Regions from separate parts of the Mus musculus genome. Here region 2 is linked to region 1. A link is a contact called in public HiChIP or PLAC-seq data. All regions are on one chromosome and are shown on one strand. Each heading gives the region's core, a stretch centred on a gene start, on an enhancer-like site or on the middle of the called end of the contact. The rest is flanking DNA. Distances are from core to core; before and after follow the strand shown.

Region 1 (6,192 bases), core at 750-3,249:
CTTCTACTGAAAGACCAGTTAAGAAAAATAAAAAGGTAAGCCCCAGACTGAGAAAGAGAGAAAATATTTTCAAATCACATAAGTGATAAATAACTAGTATCTAAGAACACTTGGAAGCTATCCAGGGTGACCGGGATCCCACCTTTCGCTCACATGGGCAGGAGATGCAGGGGATTGTGCCTGGCAGAAACCACTCAAGAACGAATGTGTGAGGAGAGTGGAAAATGGAAGAGTGGAGCTGTGCATGTGCTGTGGAGAGAGAGAGGTGGAGCCAGAGACATGATCATGGTGTCAGGTGTGAGCGAGGGCTGAGGTGATCTGCCCTGTGTGGTTGGCGGGGGCAGTGTGCAGGACCTGAGAGCTTATGCAGACACACGCTCAGACCCAGAACAATGACCATGTCTGGGTCTGTGGTCCTGGGTCTGTGGTCCAATTGAAGCTGGGATCTGTGTTGATGTGCAGCCCATGTCACCACCAGAGGCCATGAGGATGTCCGTGGTCTGTGCTGCAGCCAGAAGCCATGTGAAAGCCCATGACCCGTGCTCCCGCTAACTGTGCTGCAGTACAGACCATGTTTGCTGTGATACACATGACTGCAGATGCACAGTTAGGAGGGAGGATCATGGAAGGCTTCTGTGGCAACACCTACCTCCCCCAAAAGTAATAGCCTAGGCAGGAAGCCACCAAAAAAGAGTAGGGATAGGGGTGTGATAGGGATGCTGAAGTGTAGCTCACCACAATGATTGGCTTCTGGGTGTGAGACACAGGAAGGGAACTCTGCTCTATTTGAGGGGCAGACACTGAGAGTTTGACCATGCTCCGGTGAGTATATAAATAACACAAATTGAACTTTGGGGCTTGGGGGATCACAAAGATGGAGAGGGGTCATGGAAGGACTGGGAAGTGAGTGTAATCAAGAAGTATGATATGCAATTCCCAAAGAATCAATAAAAATACTATGCTGAAAAAAATAATGCTTCATAAGGTACACCCAACTAAAATCTGTATCTGCTACTTATAGCCATATGCTAATTAACTTAAGTAACTGTATTAATATATGTTGAATTAAGTAACTTATTAAACAATTATAGTAATTGTTATTAATCATATTCTAATTAACTTAGTTTTCTTTGGGGGGGGGTGTTGTTTATTTTTGAAACAGGGTCTCATGTAGCCCAGGCTGGCCTTGAACTGTGTAGCTGAGGATGGCTCTGACCTCGATATCTTCCAGCCTCCACCTCCCAAAAGCTGGGATTACAGGCATGCAATTCTAGAGATCAAATCTAAGGCTTTATGTATGCAAAGCACTCAGGTTACTGCCCATTCCCAAGCTGTTGTTAACTAGGGAAATTGAGATGTGTATGCTAGTTATGGCCCTTTCCCAGTAACAACTTTGTGGAGATGTGTAGAAAAGAATTCTCAGGAACACTTGGCTTCCTATCTGAATGCTTCTTGGAAGTGGGAAGACACTCTGGCACAATCCTGTTACTTCACTCATGTGGGCTCCTTGAAGTTGTAGACATGGAAATGACAGTGAGGAAATTTGAAAGATTGATTGATTAGAGGCAGTAAGGTAGGCCAATTCGGGCAAAGTGAAACTCAAGGACTGATCTGTTCTGTGTGGGTCTTCATTCTGTCCTTTGTAAGCTGGGTAAATGTTACCAACCCATCCAATGTCTGGGGCCTTTGATATTTGCTAGCATGTAATGAGCAATGGTCATTCCATGTCAATGGTCATTACAAAGTCAGCCATTTCTCATACTTCTTGCCATGTTAGAACTCCATCTAGATCTGTCAGGTAATTCTTGGGGTGGACTGATTATCTTAAATATCTTCAAAAGGAGGACTGTGTCAGGTTCTGTTCTTGTTGCCTGCCATGACCTAACATCTAACAAGTTGAAAGTCAAGGGAAGAAGAGTTTTTCGGTTTTTCGGTAGTTTTATTTTTGGTTTAGTTTAGGTTTTTGTCTCACAGTTTGAGGGTATAGTCCACCATGATGGGGAAAGCACAGCAGCAGGAGTGGCTCCCACCTGAGGCAGCAGAACCCTGAGGTTGCTTGCTCACATCTTGGGGAATGAAGAAGAAGAAAGTAGACAGGGATCTGGGCTGGCCTAAAAACCTCAACTCTATCCCCAGTGACTCTCTTCCTCCTGTGAGACTTCACTTCTCAGAGGTCTATAGCTTCCCAAACTGCTACCAGCTATGGACAAGTACGTGAGACAAGTACTGTGGGATAGTGCAAGTTTTATTTATCTATCTATCTATCTATCTATCTATCTATCTATCTATCTATCTATTTACCAGGAAGGGGGCAGACTGCATGGAAAGGTCGAAGTACAACTCTCTGGAACAGCTTCTCTCCTGTCTCCTTCTGGGATCCAGACTGAAGACTTATCAGACCCACATGCAAGTCCCTTTACTCACTGAGCCATCGCTCCCTGACTCTGTGTGAGACATTTCAACATTCAAACCATAGCAAGGAGAAAATGAAACAACCAACACAATCAGATTAAAGCAGAAGCAGAATAATTAAGATGAAAAGGAAGTAAGTGTGGCGGGGCATCTTCTGGATTGTAGAGCATGTAACAAAGTAATATAACTCATTCTTTAAAAGGGCTGGAGAACCGGGGCAGAGTTGGCGCATGCCTTCAATTCTTGCACTTGGGAGGCAGAGGCAGGTGGATTTCTGAGTTCAAGGCCAGCCTGGTCTACAGAGTGAGTTCCAGGATTGCCTGGGATATACAGAGAAACCCTGTCTCAGGGGGAAAAAAATGTCTGCAGAAACCAAAGACAACATCTTTTGCAAAGCAGAAATAGTAAGTTCCTTCCTTGGAGCAACAGGACATGAGTTATGGTGTCTCTGATGTTTTATCAAACTTACATAGGTTTGATTCTGGTCCTGTGAGGTGCAAGAAATTACTGCCAACACTTAGTTGTGACATGATGTGGATCTTTGGAGGACCGAGGTGTGTGGCCAAGGTTACCTGACACACACACAAGAATGTTCCTGTCCTTCAGAAGCAACTAACAGTTGCCACACCACAGGCTACTCAGGCATGCTTATACCTAATAAATATCGTTGCTTTCTTGGCTTTGTACTGGTTGGTGTGTGCATGTGCATGTGTGTGTGCATGTGTGTAGCCTGGATTGCAGAGGCATAGTGACTCATCCTGATCTACACAAGCTCTGACCCCAGGTCTTCACACTGCACAGCAACACATTACCCGTGAGGCATCTCTCTGCCCACTAGTTGAACGTTTCAAGAGACTAAATGCTTGATCGCACCATAAGAAGGGAAGAGCTAAGCTGAAGCTTGTCTGACATCCATACCTGGATCTGTGGAACTGCACATGCTTAGAGCAAATTCAAATTCTGATCCTAGGGCTGGAGCCAAGAGCATTGGTTAGGTGAATAACTAATTTCAAATAGTGCAGAATCGGTACTAATCGGAAAAAAATTTTTAATTCAACATCTGTCTTTGGAGTTTGAGTTTTTCCAATTTAAGCCAACAACATATTTCTAAGTGAAATCTTCCAATTCTGCTTTCTTTGTTTCTTTGTTCCTTCTCCTTCTCCTTCTCCTTCTCCTTCTTCTCCTTCTTCTCCTTCTTCTCCTTCTTCTATCTGGTATATTCTTTTGAGAAGAATAACATTGTTTAAGTAATACATAAATCCTATTAGTATCTTCAGGATACACCTGGAAAAAATATTTTTGTTGCTATTTTAAGGCAGGGTCCCTCATAGATAAGGCCTTTTAACTCACATATCAATTGCCTCCCCGAATGGACAGTGTTAATATTAAAAATTATTTTATTCCATAAATGAGTAACTCAATCTTAAAACATTATGTGCCACATATATTTGTAGGCCAAATATTTCTCAAAAGACCACGTGAAAGTAGACAGCTGGTCTCCTGAACTTTTCACTTTAATTAAAGTCTGTGTTTTAAGAAACTTCATGAGAAACTTAAAAGTGGAACACAGGATGAATATGCCAGAAGTTTTCATGGAAAAGTTTTCATGGATTACCAATAACCTCTTTGTCCACTATTCCTTCCTTCCATCTCAGGATTTAATTTGAAAAAAAAAAAAAAAGCAATTTTTCTTTTGTAAGTGTTAGGCAGGGTGTTGAGAATCTGAGTCAGGGAAGGTGAGAATAAACCCTGCAAGCAGATAATTTATGCCTCTGTGGTGGCTCAAGGGACTAACAATAAATGTTATATTAATAAGGTTGTGGAAATCCTTGTGTATACTATCATAAAGTAGTTCTAGGAGAAGGAAAACAGAAACGATAAACAGCAGTGAGCTGTGCTGCTTTCTCTGTCATAGGCACTGGGGAGTTTATAAAGGGGGGGGGGGTAGCATAAGCCAAGAGAAGGGATAACAGAGGCCTAGACCATAGGCGGGTTTGGAGAATATAATATTTAAAATAATATTATTCTTAGACAAATGGCTAGAGTATTCTTCTTGTTCTGCTAGACACAAAGGGAACTCAGTCTACATTCTTAGGAAGAATTTCCTATGGGGCCTTGAGATCAAGCTCATACTTTCCACCAACTCTTTTCTTACCTTGGTCTGGGAATAACAGAGGATGGTAGCATGGTAGCATGGTGCTGTGGCTCAGAGAGCAGTGGCCAGCTATCCCTGGATGCAGCTCTCCTCTTCAAAGGCTGAGGTCATAAAAGTCTCTGAAGATACAGCAGATCATGGGGAGTGGAGGCAAAAGAGACAGATACAGACAGACAGACCCAGAAAGGGGGGGGGGGGGTCCCGATCATACCACTGGCTCACCTTCCACTGAATTCTGAAAAGAGGCCTACTTTTAGGTTCTCTTCCTCTCTGACTACACCAAGGCCAGTGAATGGGAGCACAGGGACTGATGGGGGAAAATACTGTAAAATCAGAAAAAGGAAACAAATTATTGTGCTTATACTTTCTTCGGAGTTCAGCCCCATGTCTAGTTTGGATTGTAACAATCTTTAAATATCTAGTTTTAAGAGAGTAGGCCAAATAGCCAAGGAAGTCATTAAAGGAGAGGAGCTCAACCCAGACGAAGGCAGAGTGTGGCAGCCACAGGGAGTATTTGGACTTGCAGTGGGACCTGCTTCCTCTCCTTGAGGGTTGGGTGAGCTGGGTGTTGCTAAAGACCAAGCAAGACATCTGCTCATGTACGTGTGGCCGTGAGGAAGAGAAAGGGCCACAGATGAGATAAGAAGGACATTAAAATGAGTACCCCAGAGGGTAAGGCCAAGCCTTACCACACTCCCTGAATTTAACTCTAAAAGAAGAAACTGGAAAGACGGGAAATGAAGATTCTAGTAAAATTCTTATTTGGATGCGTTCCATCACAGAAAGAGAAGCAAACTGATAGAATTGTTCATTATCTGCAGGTCCATCAAATATTATTTTGAAAAAAATAAACAGCACTCTGGATTTTTCCCCATTCCTTTTCTATTTTTATGTTTTTAATTGAATTAAGGTGGTTCAATTAGGCCAAGTAGAAGACTACTGGCTGCAAGTTTGATCAAATCCTGCCAACGACAACTGTGATATCTCCCTTCCAGGCATTTTTTAAAGAACAGGTAGCCTGATTTGAATTTTAATTTATGTAAAGTGTGAGATTGACCTAGATGACTTCCAAGGCTATTTCTGAACCCACATTTTGTAATTTTAAGAAAGAGAAAATCCATTCTGAGAACCTAGGAGTTTTCAAGGGAGAGGTCTTCCTTGATGAAGACTCGGCCTCCAAATGTGAACTTGCTTAATTGCAGGGAAAGTCATTAAATCTGGACTAGAAAACAGCAATGCAGTGCCAGGTAGGTGCATGGCGGCCATTCTTAAATTTACAGAAGGTAAACCCAGTTTTCCTTCAACTAAGCTATTTATGAAGCCAGATTTAGAGACAAAAATGACCAGGTGTTTGTCTCCTCTACATCGAGAGTCACATTAACTCATTATCTGTCATTTTCCTTCATAGTATGGGCCAGAAGGGACAAAATCATATTGGAGTGCATGGAAGCAAAACTAGAAGCCATAGGAAAGAACTTAGTGGCAGGACAGCTGTTATTCTATGAGAGTGTGAGTGGATTAAAGTAAGGAAGCCCTGACTTATAAGAGCATATCTTTCTTATTTAAGAATTAATCAGCTTCTAGTGGTGTTTCAATAACTCAATAATAGTAGAGCTTATATCTTT
Region 2 (7,006 bases), core at 78-2,577, 590 kb before region 1:
AGTTGACACCTTCACTTTGTACAATTAAAGTGGCTAAGGTTCCAAACTCCTGTTTTTAACCATAACTAAAACTAAGTTTCAATATCATATCTACTAATAACAATCTTAGAGAATGAGGGTGGACTCCATGGAAAACCATGAGTATCCAAGGGCCCAGATTTAATCTCTAGTACCAAGCAAACAAATGTACCCGGATGTAAGCTCCAAATTCTTCACCAGAATCCCTCACCAAATGTTGCCTTTAGAATGTCTAAGTGAACACCAGTGACCAGAACTTTAGGTATCCCATCATAATGACTGAAAATGGATTAATTCAGTTCACAAGAAAGTGACTGATAACCTTTAAGTCCTAAGAAGCTATTTAGGTTTATTAAGTAATAAATCAGAAGACTTTTCTGTGACTCTAGGCTCTACCAAGGAAGGAGAACAACCCTCCCTATGCTCCAAAATGTATCTGTTTCCAATTGATTGATTGATTGATTGATTGATTGATTAGTGTGATTGATTGGTCAATTGATTGACCTATTGACTGACTGTGCTCAGGATAAAACTCAAGATCTCACATTTAGGAGGAAAGAATTCCACCACTGAGCCATGCCCTCAGCCCTGGACTTGAACTTTTAACAGAGTATGTTTGCTTTCTTCTGGGTCTCCAGACTCGCATTAACCCAAATCTTTTCATTGATCACCAGAAAGTCACCCCAACCAGCCGGAGCACCTGACAACCCTATTCCCATGAATTCTTTCTCTTTCCTTCTAGTGGACACTCTAATCTGCTCCAACTCCACTTATCTATAGCTAAGTTTGGCTTTGTGGAAGAAAGAATTGTGTCATTCTAGAAAAGCAAGCGTCTTCAAGCTACAGAGCATAAAGCTTTACCCTACAGCACTTAATGTGTGCTGAAGCTTCTTCTCAGAGGTCTAATTAGTTAGGACGAGTCAAGCAGGCTCTGGTGGGGACGGAGATATCGCTACAAGTTCAAAGCTACTCAGCAAACCTTTGTCTTAAAAACGAAGACAAACAAACAAAAAAACTCTGGAAATAATGTGCCTATAAACTTCTCAGGAGGCTGAGCGTTGAGGCAGAGGGATTTCTGCAAGTTCAAAATCAGGCTAGGTGTGAAATTTTGCCTCAAAGAACCCAATGATAATACATTTTTAAAAAGACTTGTTTTCTAATCAAGGGAGGTCAAGGAGAGCTCTCCCCTTGTCAACAAAGGTACTGGTTCCTTTGTTTGAGTTTATCAAGTAATCAAACAATCAACTCAGCCTCAGCAGCCACCACTATCACCAGATAATACTGATTACAGCGGCAGATGCTAGGGGAAAGTCCACTCAACTGCAGGCAAAGTATCAGATCACCTCACTCCCTGAGAAAGCCTAATACCAGGACAAAAATTCTACTTGGCAAACTGGCCAGGATTGAAGTGAGCCACGAAGTCCCTGAGAGTTGGAGTCAGGTGGGGCTGCACCAGGCTAAAGTAGCAGAGCTCTGGAGGAGCTTTAGCATAAACGAGAAAGAGAACGGCTGCTTCCTCCCAGGGAGAGAGTCTCACAGGCAGGGCATGGAAGAAGATAGGGTTAGGGAAGGAAACAAATCGCCTGGTAGCTCCAGGCCCAGAACTTGATCAGAGTTTCTAACCAGAGATTTGGTTAAAGAAAGTTCACAAGAATGAATGAGAGTGCTGCGGATGCACATTTGTACATATTTAACAACAAAAACATAAATAAAAAAGGCCGGAGGGACAGCCAGCTCAGCGGTTAAGAGCCTGTGCTGTTTTTATGGAGGACCTGGGTTTGATTCCCAGAGCCCATATGCATATGTAAAGATAATTTATTACTAGTGACAGCTTTATTTTTTTTCTAGGTTCAGTAACATAGGCCCTGTTTCAAGGGCACTAATAGAGAGAGTGCTTCCATTTACCTATATTAGAGTCTCATTTACAATACAAAGTATGCAGCACGCTTTTAGGCATGACTAAAAGCCATATTATTATTATTATTTTTAAGTTATGGCTACTGTGCCGGTGTTGCTGCAATTATGGTACAGTGCTTTTGTTTTGGAGACAAAGTCTGACATATCCCAGGCTGGCCTGATCATCGCTGCACGGGCGAGGAACTTCTGATCCTCCTGCCTCCACCTTCAGAGTGCTAGGGTTACAATGCATGTGCCTCGATGCCTGGATTCTGTGTGGTGCCCAGAAGATCATGAATGCCAAATGAGTCCCAGCCAAAGCCCTTCACATGATTGCTCATGTTAGTGCTGGGGACGGAGGTGTGACGTCGTGTATCATTGCTCATGTTAGTGCTGGGGACGGAGGTGTGACGTCGTGTATCATTGCTCATGTTAGTGCTGGGGACGGGAGGTGTGACGTTGTGTATCACAGGGAACTGCTCTACCACTGAACTATATACTTCCTTACTCTACGATAACTGAAAAATAAAATAATAATACAGGGGGTATCACATTCTATCTTCTCATTTCTCCCTAAACACTCTGAAGTGACACAGTGGTGGAACATGGGCCTGGATACGCTGCAGAGAGATTACTCAGAAGGTTAATTCCGCTTGCATAATTTCACAGTGTGTGTACAGCCGGCCATTAAATGAGGTACTAGGAGTTTCAAGGCAGCTGGGAGTGTAGCTCATCTTACATTTGCCTCCAAAGGGCCAAGACCCTTGGGTTCAGTCACTAATACCACAGAATGAAGTAAATGTGTCACTCGTGATTTTTAGAAGTCCCTCTCTGAATCCCTCACACCCCACACAACGGAGTTCTGATCAACTGACTCCCAACTGGAGCAGACGCTCTGAAAACTAGGCATCACAATGATACACACATTCAAGTGCCTTTCAGCACTGCAGTGTGTATACCATATTCCTAAAATACACACAGACAATACTATGTGTTCCTGCCTCTGGATGGGGGGTTTCTATTGTAAAACCAGAGAGGAAAAAACACAGTAAGGATCTTTGAGTTTTTATTTGCCAGCCCTAATCAAGCTGACCACGCATGGGGCATAGTGCTGTTGTACTGCTTACACTCAGGAGGATCAAGCTGACCATGCATGGGGCATAGTGCTGTTGTACTGCTTACACTCAGGAGGATCAAGCTGACCATGCATGGGGCATAGTGCTGTTGTACTGCTTACACTCAGGAGGCTGAGGCATGAGCACGGAGAGTTTGAGGCCAGCCGGAGCTACACAGTGAGAAGATTGCAACCTAATCTCTGAGAATCAGCACCGTGGCTTTACATAATCCAAAAAGCCAACATTTTAAATCAAGCATTAATTACTTTATCTTAATTTGCACTGATTCTGCTTCACTATCGTCTGCACATACATATGCTTACATGTAACCAAACTCGTATACACCATCACACATATGCATGTATATATGCACACAAACACAAATGGGAACATATACATGTATATATACAGATATATGTACCTGTACATATACACAGAGACACATATGTGCACATATACACATGTATGTATGTATGCATAGACATGTACCTATATGTTCACACATTTATTTATGTATATGTACATATAAACATAGGTGCACATATACATATACATACATATTCAAACATGCACATGTATGTATACACAGACATATGTACACACCTACTTGTGTCATAATGCTCATAGGTGAAAAGCCCATGCAGGGCTAAACCAGAAAGAAAAACACATAAACAAAGGAGATACTAAAAAAGTCTGATTCTGGAGAAAGTAAAAATGCTCACAAACCTGGTGTGATGATTTCGAAAACCATCAACACTGTGAGCTTAACATCTCTTTAAATAAAGGACACATACACAAGCTGGTTAGGAAATCCTCCAGTATGAACCTTATAGCTTAATGCAGCCTATCTACACAGTTGCCAGCAGCCGAGTTTGGGTCTAGATAGAATGTAGCCCAACTATGGCCAGGAAGTCCAATGGAGCCTTGCCCTTGTGCTATTATGATTCAGGCTTGAAGTACTTTTACTTTAAAACAAAACAAAACAAAACAAAACAAAACAAAACAAAACAAAACAAAACACACAGCTAAACAAGGAAAGCAAAGCAGTCAGTGCAGTGCAGGGCAGAGAAGATGTCCTTCCCACACACTCCCAGGAAGCTCACATTCTAAGCAATGTAACTTCAACTGTCTGGCCGTTTACTTGCAGAAGTCCGCTGACCAATGTCCTTCAACAGCCCAAGCAAGAGAACAGCTTCCCTGAGAGTCCGGGCAAACCCTGGGAAATGAACTTGTACCTGCTGGATCTCTGAGTCAAAGAGGGAGAAGGGCAAACTTCCCACCCGTATGGAAAGTCCACAATACTTTTACTAAGAAAAGAAACCCAGGACCGGCAAGGGATAAGGTAGGCATGAGATGGAATGTGTAATTTAGAATTTGCAACATTAATGCAATTCGAAACAGATTAGCCAGAATTAGAATCAACTGCAAGAAAAAGTGGAAAAGCCAATTAAACTTACCACAAAAACTAGTTCAAGTTCTAAGTTAAAGCAAATGAATTATAGGCAGCAATTCTGTTGAAATATTACTTCTGCCTTCAATTCTGCCTCCAAGCTGATTATCACACAGAGATTTATCAAGTCAATTCAGACACTCCTGTATTATTTTGGATTTTAATTGTAGAGCATAGCTGAGCTTTTAAGTTGACATATACTATAAAGTGGTTCGTAGGATACAGTCTCTTAGGACGTGAGTTCTGGTTTTCTCTATTGCTATAAACACTCTGGTCTAACTATGTTGTACATAGTGGTTAAAAAACAAAAACAGAAACAAGAAAACACACATTTCACATTTCTGCAAGACCTTCCTCCGGGTTCACAAAATCTGCTTCCACAAAGAGTCACATGAAATAATTCACAGGGCAGAAGCAGTTGACAGCACCAAATGCAGTCGCTAAGTGTCATTTCTCCTCAATGCAAGCCCTTCAAGCCAGTGTCTGAACTTCATGTTTAGGGTGTAGGGTAGGACTCTATCAATGCACTTTGTACCTAAGGCTGTGGACACTGGATAATGTGACTTTCTAATGAGGAATCTGTGAAGGGACCAAGGAGATGACATGGAACAATTGCTAGACAGCTTAGATGTTGAATACCTGTGACCCTCACTTTGCCTGGCAGGATGGCACAAGCCCAGCCACTTCTGAGTAACCGCACTGGGAAGACATCTTCTCCAAGTGGAACTGGACCAAATACTATGGCTGGTGTGGTGATTTGAATATGCTTGGCCCATGGAGTAGCACTACTAGGAGGTGTGGCCTTTTGGGAGTGGGTGTGGCCTTGTTGGAGGAAGTGTGTCACTGTGGGGTTAGGCTTTGAGAGCCTTCTCTTGGCTGCCTGGATGTCAGTCTTCTCCTTCTCCAGCTCTGTGTCTGCCTGGACACTCCCATGCTTCCCTGCCATGATACTAATGGCTAGAAGTAAAAACGTGTAAGCTACTCCCAAGTAAATGCTGTCCTTTATAAGAGTTGCCTTGGTTATAGTGTCTCTTCACAGCAATGAAACCCTAACTAAGACAGCTGGTGAGCACAAGTCACGAGGTGTGTTTCTGGTGGCTGGGCAGGTGTTTGGAGGAGGTTCTTGGACTTAGAGATGTTGAGCAAAGCTTTCAACACATGAATAGGACAAGATGGTGTGGCAGAGGTGGAAGGGAAAGTGGCTGTGCTAGATGTATCTTCCACTGCTACTTTGAGACACAAGCTCTCCAGGAGTTCCAAAATGAAAACTGCAGAACAGACCTCCCAGCCACTGGAAGTGTGTTTGGTCCAATAAGAAAATAGGACAGTTTATTCGGCCATAAATTCTGACATATGACCTTAACATATTTACACATGTGGGATGTTGTTTCTTTGGTTGCTAATGGTACTAGACTAGGCAGAGATTAAATATTTTGAGAATTAAATATGCCTTTGGGTCTGTGGTCTCTATAAAGCCTCACTGTTCAAATTAGAACCTGTTCCAACATATTTTCAACCCTTAAGCCCCACATTGAGGATGTGTGTGTGTGTGTGTGTGTGTGTGTGTGTGTGTGTGTGTGTGATTGAGGCTGTGTGTGTGTGTGTGTGTGTGTGTGTGTGTGTGTGTGAGAGAGAGAGAGAGAGAGAGAGAGAGAGAGAGAGATTTTGTTTTGTTTTGTTTTTTTCCACCACTAAGTTACTTGCTTTTGAGATTTGAGAGGCAAAAGGTAGGACCTTATGCATGCCAGGCAAGGGTGCAGCCCTGAGCTACTCCTAAGTGCTTTGCTTACAGATAGGATCCCACTACAGAGCCCAAGCTAGCCTTGAACTCACCTCCTCTCATTTCAGCTTCTCCAAGGGCTGGGACTAAAAGCATGTACCACTAGGCTCAGTGAAAAACTCAATGCTTAATGCAAGGTCCAAGATTCTGTTTCCTTTGTTTAATTTTCCCCATGTTTTGTTTAATTTGTCTGTGCCTCTCACACCTCAAAAGCAAGGCTATATAGCTAGCATCACGTCCTTTGGGGTTTTGTGTGTGTGTGTGGGGGGGGGGGGTTAGTTTGCCCATTTGTTCATTTTGGTTCAACTTTTTAAAACTACATTTTTACTTTAAAGATTATAATTGGTTTTATTTTCAGTTTTAGACTTGTGCTACATTTTATTCCGTAAAATAGGATGTGTTTTCTTGTACATCCTCTGAAATCTCACATTTATTACCCATCAGTAATCAAACTAAATCCACCAAGTAAGTCATCATCGTAGGAAGCAAGATTCTTCAGAGGCACAGCACACAGATTGGCTTTTGGATGCTCATGTCCATCAGGAAGTCACAGAGACCAGACCCAGACCCTGGTGGGGCAGAAGTCACACTTACATAATGTCCTGACCATCGGGGCTGTGAGACAGAAGAAGGCAGGCCTGGTTCTCAAGGGGAGTTATGTAATCTCTACTCCTTCCCTGAAGAGTTCACAGGGAGTGGAAGGCAACACTAATACCTGTCAATGATAATTTGCTTCGATGTTGCCCT

The links. HiChIP or PLAC-seq counts read pairs in DNA pulled down with a chosen protein or histone mark.
Region 2: a contact with region 1 is called in an H3K4me3 HiChIP or PLAC-seq map of the SCID.adh cell line, with 8 read pairs. The contact joins two enhancer-like sites.

The regions. Positions count from the first base shown.
Region 1 is chr1:187,460,033-187,466,224 of GRCm38.p6, reverse strand. Gm37896 (a long non-coding RNA gene) reads right to left here. Exons shown (of 3, transcript XR_865841.3): 2 at 4,568-6,192; 3 at 3,444-3,633. Among named protein-coding and RNA genes, the nearest start is that of Gm37896, 15 kb to the right of the region's middle. Within about 2 kb of position 1,999, at least 1 of the 459 cell types and tissues checked has an H3K27ac peak or open chromatin away from gene starts, as enhancers often do. A contact at or near this core is called in the SCID.adh cell line, where this site is marked.
Region 2 is chr1:188,047,237-188,054,242 of GRCm38.p6, reverse strand. All of the region lies in intron 2 of Esrrg (estrogen-related receptor gamma), which reads right to left. Among named protein-coding and RNA genes, the nearest start is that of Gm51738, 32 kb to the right of the region's middle. Within about 2 kb of position 1,327, at least 5 of the 459 cell types and tissues checked have an H3K27ac peak or open chromatin away from gene starts, as enhancers often do. A contact at or near this core is called in the SCID.adh cell line, where this site is marked.